3 separate regions of the Mus musculus genome follow, and regions 1 and 3 are each linked to region 2. The links are chromatin contacts, called in public Hi-C and HiChIP or PLAC-seq maps. All regions are on one chromosome and are shown on one strand. The core of a region is the stretch at or near the end of the contact, and the rest is flanking DNA. Distances in the headings are between cores, read along the strand shown. Region 1 holds the start of Spring1 (SREBF pathway regulator in golgi 1). Region 2 holds the start of Tbx3os2 (T-box 3, opposite strand 2). Region 3 has its middle 8.3 kb from the start of Gm25076.

Evidence for each region. A called contact is a pair of places that touch in the nucleus more often than the background predicts. HiChIP or PLAC-seq counts read pairs in DNA pulled down with a chosen protein or histone mark.
Region 1: a contact with region 2 is called in an H3K4me3 HiChIP or PLAC-seq map of embryonic forebrain, with 9 times the contacts expected there. The contact joins the promoter of Spring1 here to the promoter of Tbx3os2 in region 2. A contact is called at or near these places in 3 of 39 promoter capture datasets (the C10 cell line, cranial neural crest and embryonic stem cells), 1 of 484 Hi-C or Micro-C datasets (embryonic stem cells), 17 of 115 datasets of contacts at active chromatin or transcription factors (the NIH/3T3 cell line, T-cell acute lymphoblastic leukemia, craniofacial prominence and 8 more) and 2 of 9 other capture datasets (adipose tissue and liver).
Region 3: a contact with region 2 is called in a Hi-C map of cortical neurons, with 6 times the contacts expected there. The contact joins the enhancer-like site here to the promoter of Tbx3os2 in region 2. A contact is called at or near these places in 8 of 39 promoter capture datasets (the 3T3-L1 cell line, cranial neural crest, frontonasal cranial neural crest and 5 more), 2 of 15 datasets of contacts at CTCF or cohesin (large pre-B cells and stem cell-derived epiblast-like cells), 26 of 484 Hi-C or Micro-C datasets (B cells, the C2C12 cell line, CD4 T cells and 20 more), 10 of 115 datasets of contacts at active chromatin or transcription factors (astrocytes, craniofacial prominence, embryonic forebrain and 7 more) and 2 of 9 other capture datasets (adipose tissue and liver).

Annotation. Positions count from the first base shown.
Region 1 is chr5:118,243,971-118,247,241 of GRCm38.p6, reverse strand. It overlaps Spring1 (SREBF pathway regulator in golgi 1), which reads right to left and starts at 2,015. Exons shown (of 5, transcript NM_001081236.1): 1 at 1,784-2,015. The coding sequence starts at 1,894. Rnft2 (ring finger protein, transmembrane 2) reads left to right here and starts at 2,217. Exons shown (of 11, transcript NM_001109902.1): 1 at 2,217-2,270.
Region 2 is chr5:119,689,203-119,692,664 of GRCm38.p6, reverse strand. It overlaps Tbx3os2 (T-box 3, opposite strand 2), which reads left to right and starts at 1,447. Exons shown (of 3, transcript NR_040416.1): 1 at 1,447-1,657.
Region 3 is chr5:118,273,213-118,276,360 of GRCm38.p6, reverse strand. No RefSeq gene overlaps it. Among named protein-coding and RNA genes, the nearest start is that of Gm25076, 8.3 kb to the right of the region's middle. Within about 2 kb of position 1,625, at least 26 of the 459 cell types and tissues checked have an H3K27ac peak or open chromatin away from gene starts, as enhancers often do. A contact at or near this core is called in adipose tissue, cortical neurons, embryonic forebrain and 2 more, where this site is marked.

The DNA of each region.
Region 1 (3,271 bases), core at 766-3,265, 1.4 Mb after region 2:
GACTATCACCCTAGGACAGACTGTGAGACAAAGCAGAAGCAGACTGGCCAGGCTATGGCACCAGACCAGGAACAGATGACAGTGTCTTGCCCCTGAAGGGGCATCAGAAGTAATTCAAGCAAATGAGTGTCTTAGTTAGCATTTGACTGCTGTGAACAGACACCATGACCAAGGCAACTCTTATAAGGACTACATTTAAATGGGCTGGCTTACAGGTTCAGAGGTTCAGTCCGTTATCATCAAGGCAGGAACATGGCAGCATCCAGACAGGCATGATGCAGGCAGAGCTGAGAGTTCTACATCTCCATCTGAAGGCTGCTAGTGGAAGACTGACTCCCAGGCAGCTAGGGTGAGGGTCTTAAGCCCACATCCACAGTGACACACCTACTCCAACAAGGTCACACCTCCTAATAGGGCACTGTAGAGCCAGAGTTTTGGGGCCTGAAGTGACAGGAAGAAATGAACAGCCTAACTGTGTCAACAGTGATGACATACGTCACTTAGTGAGATGCTGAGGACTGGAGAGGTATAAATCTGGCAGAAGAAAGGCAAGAGTTCTGTTCCAGGTGGGTGCAATGGAGACAATTATCAGAATGTGGAAAAGCCAATGGAGACAATTATCAGAATGTGGAAAAGCCAGACAGGATTACAAGGTCAAATCTGGGCAAGAGAGTAAGACACGCCCCCCCCCCCCCCCAGGAGTGACTGTGCAAAAGCGCAACCATTCAAAAGACGGACTGTGATACAGAAAACCAGAGAACTATATTCGTAAGAACAGCAAAACAGGATCAAAGGGTGCACAGGAGCAGGAAAGGCGGAGGGGCAGGTGACCTACAAAATGCAACTCAGTCAAGTGTGGTTTCTAGGCAAATGCTGGGAACTGGTTCCTACTACAGTGGGATGCCAGGTCTCTAGGAACTCTCTACCAGGACAAAAACGGGAAAGGGAGGTTGAGAAATTAAAAATAAAAAAATAAAAAATAAAAATCTACCCAACCAAGTTGTGCCCCAAAAGGGAGCCTGTTGGGTCACCCAGGTGAACAGGCACAGAGAGCCCTTGGCCACTTCCTGGTCTAGCCATCTCTACCTCCTGCCCATCAAGAAGCCTGGGGCTGTGCGGAGCAGGGAACGCGACAGAGGAGGGTGCACAGGTCTGAGGACCCCATTCTGCCTGGCCTACCAGCCAGATCCCGCACGGAAGAGGGGCGGTACAAAGACCTGCAGTGGGACGCCTCCCTTAGCGGCCTTCGATTCACAGGAGGACAGGAGGAGGATCACACAATCGGAGGGAGGAGGACTAGAGGGTTGAGGACTAGAGAGCTGAAGGGAGGACCAATGGATGATCCAGGGACTGAAAGGAAGAGGCTCAGAGGCTCAGAGGGAGGACTGAATGGCTGCATATCAGGAGGACTACAAGGTGGAGGACAGGAGAGAGGAGCATCAGAGGACAGAGGATCAAGGGAGGGAGGAACTGTGAGGATCGAGGAGGAGGGGTTGGAAAAGAACAGAGGGTGAGAGGTAAGAAGTTGGAGGGCAGAGGAGAACAGAGGATGGGGAGGCAGAGAATTCGAGGGAGGAGGAGGAGTGGAGGACGGAGGGAGCTAGGGAGGGGAAAGGAGAAGGGCAGAGGACAACGCAACGGAGGGAGAAGGGCTGAAGGAGGATTTTAGATCAGAGGGAGGAGTGCTCAGGAGGAGGATTAGAAGAACGATGGGGAGAAGGACATAGTATTTGAGGGAGGAAGCAGGATCGGAAGGACGGAGGTCCTGAGAGAAGTCGCTTACCTGCTTGAAGGTGCTGCTGAGGAAGTAAACTAGCGAGAGGCCGAAAACCAGGGCGAGCACCCAGCGCTTGCGCAGGAGCCGGCGCCACAGCAGCGCCGCCAGGTTCAGCATCCCGGTAGGGCGCAGGCGCAGAGACGACCCCACGGCATGACCCCTGCAATCCGCTTCCAGCACTGCTTTACCTTCCCGCAGCCAACGCGCCGGCCACGTGATCCGCCGCACGCCCCGCCCCACCTAGTGACGCCAACGCCAGGCCCCTCCATGCCTCCTCGCCATTGGTTCTGCCGGAGCCTCGGCTCTCCATTGGCTGAATGTGACGGCAGGGGCGGACCTTCTCGGACTAGAGGCAGGCCTCCCTGTGCGAGGGTCCTAGCGCCGATCGCGTTCTCGGTGGCACTGCCGGCCGGAAGTCACGTGGCGCCCTGGCCACGCCAGGGATTGGCTAGGCTGGATTAGCAGAGGCCGTGATTGCTGCAGTGTCTGGCAGGTAAATGAAGGCTATGCTCGGCCGCTGCTACCCTGTGACCCCGCGAGCCTGGCGGCAAAGGCGCTTCGCCGTCCGGTCTGGGGACGCCGCTCGCGCCCAAGCGTCCTGTAGGGGACCGTGCAGCCTCCTAGGGAGGACCAGGGTGTGTGGGACGGAGATGGTCCATTCATTCATTCTGTAGCATCCTGTGGGCTCCAGGAGTCAATACGAGCCTACTTGTACCGCCCGTTTGCCACAGAATCGTGGGCATTTAATTTATGACGTTTTCTCAAAGCTTGTAGGTGGAAACTTGGGGATACCGTGTTTTAGTTTCCCCGAGGATAAGGAGTAGTGGGGCCACCCGGAGTATCAAGCCAGATTGCAAATTCTTGAGACATGTTACCTGATGGATGACAGTTTCTTTCTTTATAAAACGGCCTGGTTGAGAGTGTAGCTAGGTGATAGAGGGCTTGCCTGAATATGACGATGATACCAAGGAGTCTTTTCCTAGCTAATTTAATCTTGCAGAAAAGGCAGGCACCTTAGCCTGTGGCTTCCTAGCTAGCTGCAGCCGAGAAGGCTGTGCAGAATTAATTAATTCCGCACCCATTTGTGTTGGCCTGGGCTAAGAGATGGATCTTTCTCTGTAGGGAAAATATGCCGGGAAACTGAGCCTGTTCATGGAAGCATATTCTTTATTTCTTTAAAGATTTTATTTATGTATGTATTTATTTTTTAATTATATGTTAGAGTGGGTTTGCCCATGGGAGTGCAGGTGCCCTCCGAGGTCAGTAGAGGGAGTCAGATCACTTACAGCTGGAGGTACAGGTAGTTGTGAGCCACCCTTGTGGGTGCTGGGAACTGGACTTAGATCTTCTGCAGGAGCAGTAGCCATATGGAGTCTCTCTCCAAGCCTTGCCCTTCTTTCTTGGCTTTCTATTGGTGCGGGAGGTAGGACGAGGTGTGTGCGGATCTGTCGCTGGGGAAAATCAAGGTGATCTAATCTCTACAGAGACGTTGGC
Region 2 (3,462 bases), core at 198-2,697:
CAATGATGACCTCAAGAGGGCGTGCCTGAGGGACTCGGACTCAAGCAGTGGCTCCTAACCAGGGCTGATGCTGTCAACGTGGTTCAGGGCAGCATCCAAAGACATCTTAGGTTGTCTCCCAAAGCGTCTGTCTAGTGGGCAGATACCAGAGCTAAATGGCACTACCCCTTCCTGAATTCATAGACAGGACATCCCTGAGCTCATAGAACCAGCCAGTTGTCACCAGTGCCCAAGTTTGAAACCTAGGCTGAGGGAGCACTGGGAGAAGGAAGGTGACAATTTGGCCTTGAAATAGCTTGCTTCTGAAGAGTCGGGTGGCGTGCAGTTGAGAAAGGAGAGGCCAGGTCACTCCTGTCCGAGGAGGCCACTGAAGATGATGCTGTTCTATGATCATAGGACTTTTTGAAACGTGCTTCCGAGCAGGACTTTGGGATCATTCCCACTATTGGATAACTGGTAAGTTTGAGGTGAAGCAGACAGTGAATTTGATGAGCTCCAGATACGAGGATTGTGAAAGAGGGAGTCAAGGATAATCATTTAGAGACATCCACAGGAACCCAGTGGTCCAAGGACAGCTTAGAGACAATGAGCAGAAAGGTACAACCTGGGCATCATTCATCCTACAAGACCGTCATCTTCATCCTCACACAAGCTCCAAAAATTCTCTGCCATCAAGTTACATGCTGGTCCTTGGAGTATTTTAATTATCTAATAAATCGATAAAAATAATTAAATGACAAAATTAATAACTAAATCAATTAATCATAATAAAAATAATTAATAGAATAATTTAATTAACAAGTATGTATACAATGTATGTGAGTGTAAGCATGTGGATATAGCTCAGAGGACAGATTCTGGGAGTTTGAGTCTCCTTGCAGCTTATGAAGTACCCCAGGCTGGCCAGACTGTGACTTTCAGTTCTGACCTCCACTCCCACGCCCCATCTCCCCGTAGGAGTGCTGTGAGCTCAGATACATTCCTCCACATCCGACTTTTAAAAACGTGTCTTCTGAGGTTCACACTCAGCTGCCAAGCTTGCTCTGCCGGCACTATACACTCACCTCATGGCATAAGAGATGTTACACAACTTGATCAAGGTACCAAAGCAATATTGTAGCAAGGTACAAAAACAGGTCCTGTTGTTTTTATTCTACATCGTATCTTTGTGCCTCAGTACCATGTTTCCCTCCTTCCCTTACTTTATTTTTGTGCAACTTGGCATAGAATCTAGGGGCAAGCTCTACCATCCACCCCCAGCCCTCTTTCTTATTTTTAAGAGACTTGTTCTCTGCATTCGAAAAATCTCCGTGAACTTCTCCGGTGCAACCAGCAGATGGCAGCAAAGGAGCGGCTTAGCGAAGCCATGGGCGCCTGACTCACGCTGGCCGCAACTGCTCATAGCTTTTTCCCAAGGGAAGAACCCAGAAGCAGCTCAGGTAGAGTGCAGTTGTCGGTTGCCCGGTCCTGTTTTAACCTGAAGAAATCGAGAAGCGCCAGGAGGGTGCCGCTCCCATTCCAGTCATCTCCAAAGTGGTCCTGTTTAAAGACAGAGCAAAGGACCTGTATCCTCATCATCTGGAGAGGCAGACACCTACCTACACTTTATGACCTGCCTTCAAGAAAATCCTGGGGGCAGGCTCGGAGTGGAAGAGAGGTTGGTGTGGCATTTGTCTTGAGAAATGGGTGGTGTCTGGTGGGCAGGCTGGAGTCTCTTGAGTCAAGCAGGCAGCTTCCGATTTCATGGATGGTATTTTTGAAACAAATCTTGGGGCTGAGCAGGATACAGCCGGGCTGAGCTTACTCGTGGGGTAGCGAAGAGGCCTTCCTCCCCAGTAATCAGAAGGAAATAAAGAAAAACGGACCATAGATGTCCCCTTTGTTTCCTGAGCGTTTCTTTAGATGGTCATGGATTTTTTTTTTTTATGATAAGTCAAAAATTACACAGTAGTGGAGAAAGGTAGAAAACACACCCAGGCTAGCCTCTACCTTCTTCCTAATTCGAGGTCCTCTGTGCAGGCTTGGCTTGGGGGGGGGGGAGCCAATTACATATCACTGAAAGTGTTCCTGCGTTTTTGTTTTTTCTCATCTTTGCTCTGACTTCTATACAGGTGTTCCCCCAGGCCCCAGAGTAGCCTTCCTCCAACATCCACACAGGTATTTCCCAAAAGCCAACCCCACCCCACCCCACCCCTCATGTATGTCTTAGTGGAGAAAGTTTGGGATCCCAGAACTTGGAAGAGTCTGACGCAAGAGCACTGAGATTTGGTGGGGAGAGGGGTCCACGTGGGATGCAGGAGAAAAGGCTGTCATCAAACAAGATACCATCAAACAGAAAACTAGAATGTCCTGAGAGGGTTGGAGGGGGCATGGAGCAGAGGAAACCTGGCTAACCTTGACAGTATGGTGAACATTGAAGCCACATCCCCCCCACTCCACCCAGTCCCAAGCCGGGACCCCAGAAATCTCCCCACAAAAGGGCCTCCCCTACAGTTTCCTATACCTTCCACCCTGGCCTCTAGTGAGAAGTAATTTTGTTTTATGAAAAGTAGTTGCTTTTTATTGCCTGGGATAGCCTAGAGAGGGTGACCCTCCCAACAGGAAATTAACAGAGAACTCATTGAGGGTGATAATGACTGCTCATAATCATTCGGCTGATAAGTTAATATAACTGATTAATCAACTAATTATACAGTGCCCGAACACACCTACTTCCTTCAGCCTTCCCATTTAAAATAAGCAGGCTAAGACCAGGCGCTACGAGTGGGAAGTGGGAAGTGGGGAGTGGGGTGTGTGTGTGCTAAAGTTAAATTTAACCTAGGCAAGCCCCAGGCTGAAGGCACCATCTTAAATCTTAAGTCCAAATGTTCCTAAACCCCATTGGTTATTGTCCCCTGAGCAGTGTGTGAGTAGGTCATTGGTTAGGATCACACATCTCCGAGAATCTGAACTTCTACTGCCCTTTCAGAAGGCTGTGCACATGTAAACTACATTTTCTGTGTAATTTTCACGGGCTCCTCAAAAAATAGCCCTATAGAATAGCCAGTGAGCTCAGAGTAGCTGACCTTGGGGAGAGCAGGCTGGGCTGGGCCGATAGAGGGGTTGCTTTTCCTGTGTGGTGGCTCCTGAGTTGTTTGGTTATGGCACTGTCTTTCCAAACCTGCTCTTCCCAAGGCTCTCTGCCAGATTGGGAGAACTGGGAGATAGCTAGAGCTACTGCCAGGGTGAAGAATGCCTCTTCTAGGCACAGAGAGATTTAAAAAAAAAAAATCCTACAAGATGCTGGTTCTGGGGACTGAGATAAATGAATGACAGCCCCACAAAGGTGACCGGAAGGAAGGAAGGTCTACCCGAGGGTCAGTTTGGTGTCCATAGTGTCCTTGACACTTGGAGACTTTGGTGAGGCCAAGAAAAATGCTGGTGTGAAAGAATACAAGTCCAGGGTTGGCTCTGGGGTCCTGG
Region 3 (3,148 bases), core at 376-2,875, 1.4 Mb after region 2:
GTGTGTGTGTGTGTGTGTGTGTGTGGTGTTAATTACACACATATACCTCCATTATGATGTCATGACCTGAGTTTTATATGGATGGACCAGGTACTTTACCCACTGAACTGTCCCCCCAGGTACCCCCCTCCCGCCCTGGGCCCTCATTTCCCAGTCTTTCCTAAGGAATCAGAAACTGAGCCTCAGTTTCCCTAATTTATAGTGAGTTCTTCCTATCTCTGGCTTTCTTTTCCTAACCATCTGATGGCCCTGGTCAGAACTAAATTAGATATCTTAGACCTGAGTGCATAGTCAGCCGGCAGGTAGTCATATTCAAGGAAACTAGACACCCCCACTGTTCATGAACAGATAAATGAAAATAACAGAATCCATGCAATGGGGTGTTATATAAAATCCATACAATGGATTCAGCCAATATTTCTAAAAAGGAAGAAAATTGGGAGGGGTGGTGGTGAATTAGTTCCGTTGGCAGGGTCCTTTGCCTAATGAGAACGATCCCCAACACCACAGGTGCCAGGGTGGTGACGCAGGCGTGCAATCCCAGTGCTTAGGAGCTGGGGCTGAGGATCAGAAACTCGCCTACATGGTGAGTTGTAAGCCGGCCCTGGACATTTTAGACTCTGCCTCAAAAATTAAAAAAATATTAAGGAATGAAATCCTGCCCCTGCTATAAGATGGGTGGACCCTCGGGTCATTGTACTAAGAGAAAGAGACCATACACAAACTACTGCGTGATTTCAGAGCCCGGGAACCTGCTACCTTCAAATCCCATGGGGAGAAAGAGGAAGGTTGGTGGCCAGGCAGGAGAGAGGGAGGTGGAGATAGTGTGTGGTAGCTGTCCTGTTCAGCGTGAGGTCCGAAGGTTCCGCGGAGCTTGGTAGCATTGGCTGTGCCACCGTGAAGCAACACACCACACCTAAAAGCGGCTAACGTGGCAATGCGGCTGTGATTTCTAAAACTTAGGTAAATTATGTCACTGATGACAACAGCAAACAAATTTCCTCTTTCTCCTGATTTCAGTTTTTAATTAGCATGTAAAGTAACAGGTTCCATTATGACATTTTTCAGAAACCCATGTTACTGTATCTTGCTCACATCCAGCCCCTCGGGACCCTACGTCGTCCACTCTCTCCCCTCCCCTCACCTTAGCCCCACAAATGCTCTCCATTAGCTTAAACAAAGCATGCTTGCAGGCAGGATGCAGAGAGATACAGAAGGAACCAGGAAGAAGCTGAATTTAGGTCTCCAGTGGCTTCCCCCCCACCCCCAGCTTAGGAGTCTCAGAAATCCCTGAGAAGCCGCCGGACCCTTATCTCAAGTATGTTGAGAACCCGGGCGCCATCAAATATTAAAAGGGTAGAGCGACCGACTGGCATAGTTTTCCATATAAATGACACTACTTACATATATGAAGATTGCTTTTCAAATTCAAATATAATTATTTTTTTTTAAAAGGCATCCAGCAAGCTTCGGCTCTTTCCCCACTCTGACACTTCTGGCTGTTGTCATGGTGTAGTGAGGTGCCTGCTGGCAGACAGCCCAAAGCACTTTGTAATATGCCCTACAGATCCTCGTTGAGAAGTGATCAAAGAGTTGGCAGCGGGTGAAGACGGGGCTGAAACCAGCCCTACGAGGGCTGGGGCCGGGCCATTGTCCCTCTTGGTGGGAACAGCTGCTTAGCAGACACTGGTACAGCCTGATTATCTCAGGCGCGCTCTCAGAAGGCTCTGGATTCTCTGGGGGCCTGCACCTTGCATTTTAGCAGACAGCTTGGTAAGGATGCCGTGTCAAACCCCTTTTGAAATGTCTCCTTGACTCGTGGGTGGAGATGGAGCCTGGGAATCTCATTAGGGGTCCCTGTCTCCCTCTGCCACATCCCCCTGCCTGCTGCCGAGCAGAGCTCATGGGGCACACAAATGGCTCCCCTCTTCAATCAGCCTCCAGAAATTGCTCCGCAGACATGGTGCAGGTTACCTAGGCGGACCTGGGAAGCCAGCTCCTGGGTACCCCTGGAAGAATGATTTGTGGAGTTTGCATATCTGAAGTGGGCAGGATGGTGATGCCTAGGGTGGGGTAGTGGGTGGCGGAGGTAGGGGAGAAGTCAGCAGCTCTGGACTGATTTTTGTTGCTGTTTTGACACAGGGTCTCCTAAAGCTCTAGGTAGCCTTGAACCCACTGTGTAGCCAAGCACGGCCTTGAAAGGCCAATCCCTTTGCCTTCACCTTGCAAATGGTGGGATTACAAGTGCGCACATTCATGTGTGATTTAGGAGCTCCCAGTTGTTATAAATGGTAAGAAGCCACCACCAGGCCATTTCATATTCCCAGTATAGGCTGGAGTGGAAAAGGAGGCTCCAGGGGCGGAGGGGACAATAGGAATATCGTCCATCTGATTCTTCCCACTGCTCCCCACACTCTCCCTCACCTCCATCTTCCCCTTCCATGGTTCCTTGTCTGGTCTAGAAAGTTTAACCACCGGTCAGCACGAAGTCACAGCGGCAGGCATGGGCCGGAACTGAAGGTTAAGAAGGGTGTCTGCCCTGTGCCAATATGCCTTGGCTCCTATATGGCAGGGTCAGGACACGCCTCAGAGCTTATACACCTCAGAGGGCCATTTGTTTGGTTCTCTGGGGGTGGTTTCCATCTACACCCTAAAAGGAAATGGGTTGGTTTCCTTTCACCGGGTTGGGGAGGGGCAGGGATATTAGCAGTAGCCTGCTGCCCAGTATTGTGTGGGTTCAGAACAATTCCAGCGCCTTTGCCTCCACCCACAGCTGAAGAGCTCCTGGCCTTGGACTCCAGAGGCAAAGGCTGATGGGAGGAGGGCCAAGTTGCAAAATGAATATATGCATGTGTGCCTTCCACGCTAATCACCAGGAACGTATTTTTGGGGAGGTGAGGCAGAGCGGAGCTGCGGGACACCCCCCCATTAGTGTTAACTTTATTTCGGTAATGAGATGCCGGGCCTGGAACAATCACTGTGGCTAATCACAGTGATGAAGACTGCATGCTGGGAAGGGAGGGTAAGGCCATGGGAAGGGGGTCCCAGAGCCCTGGGGCCACCTGATGTGGAAGAGGAGACAAGGACAGGACAGAAAGGCTCTGGAGGGAAAGCTGAGAGTGTCCAGGCCAGGAGGGAAAGCGCCCAT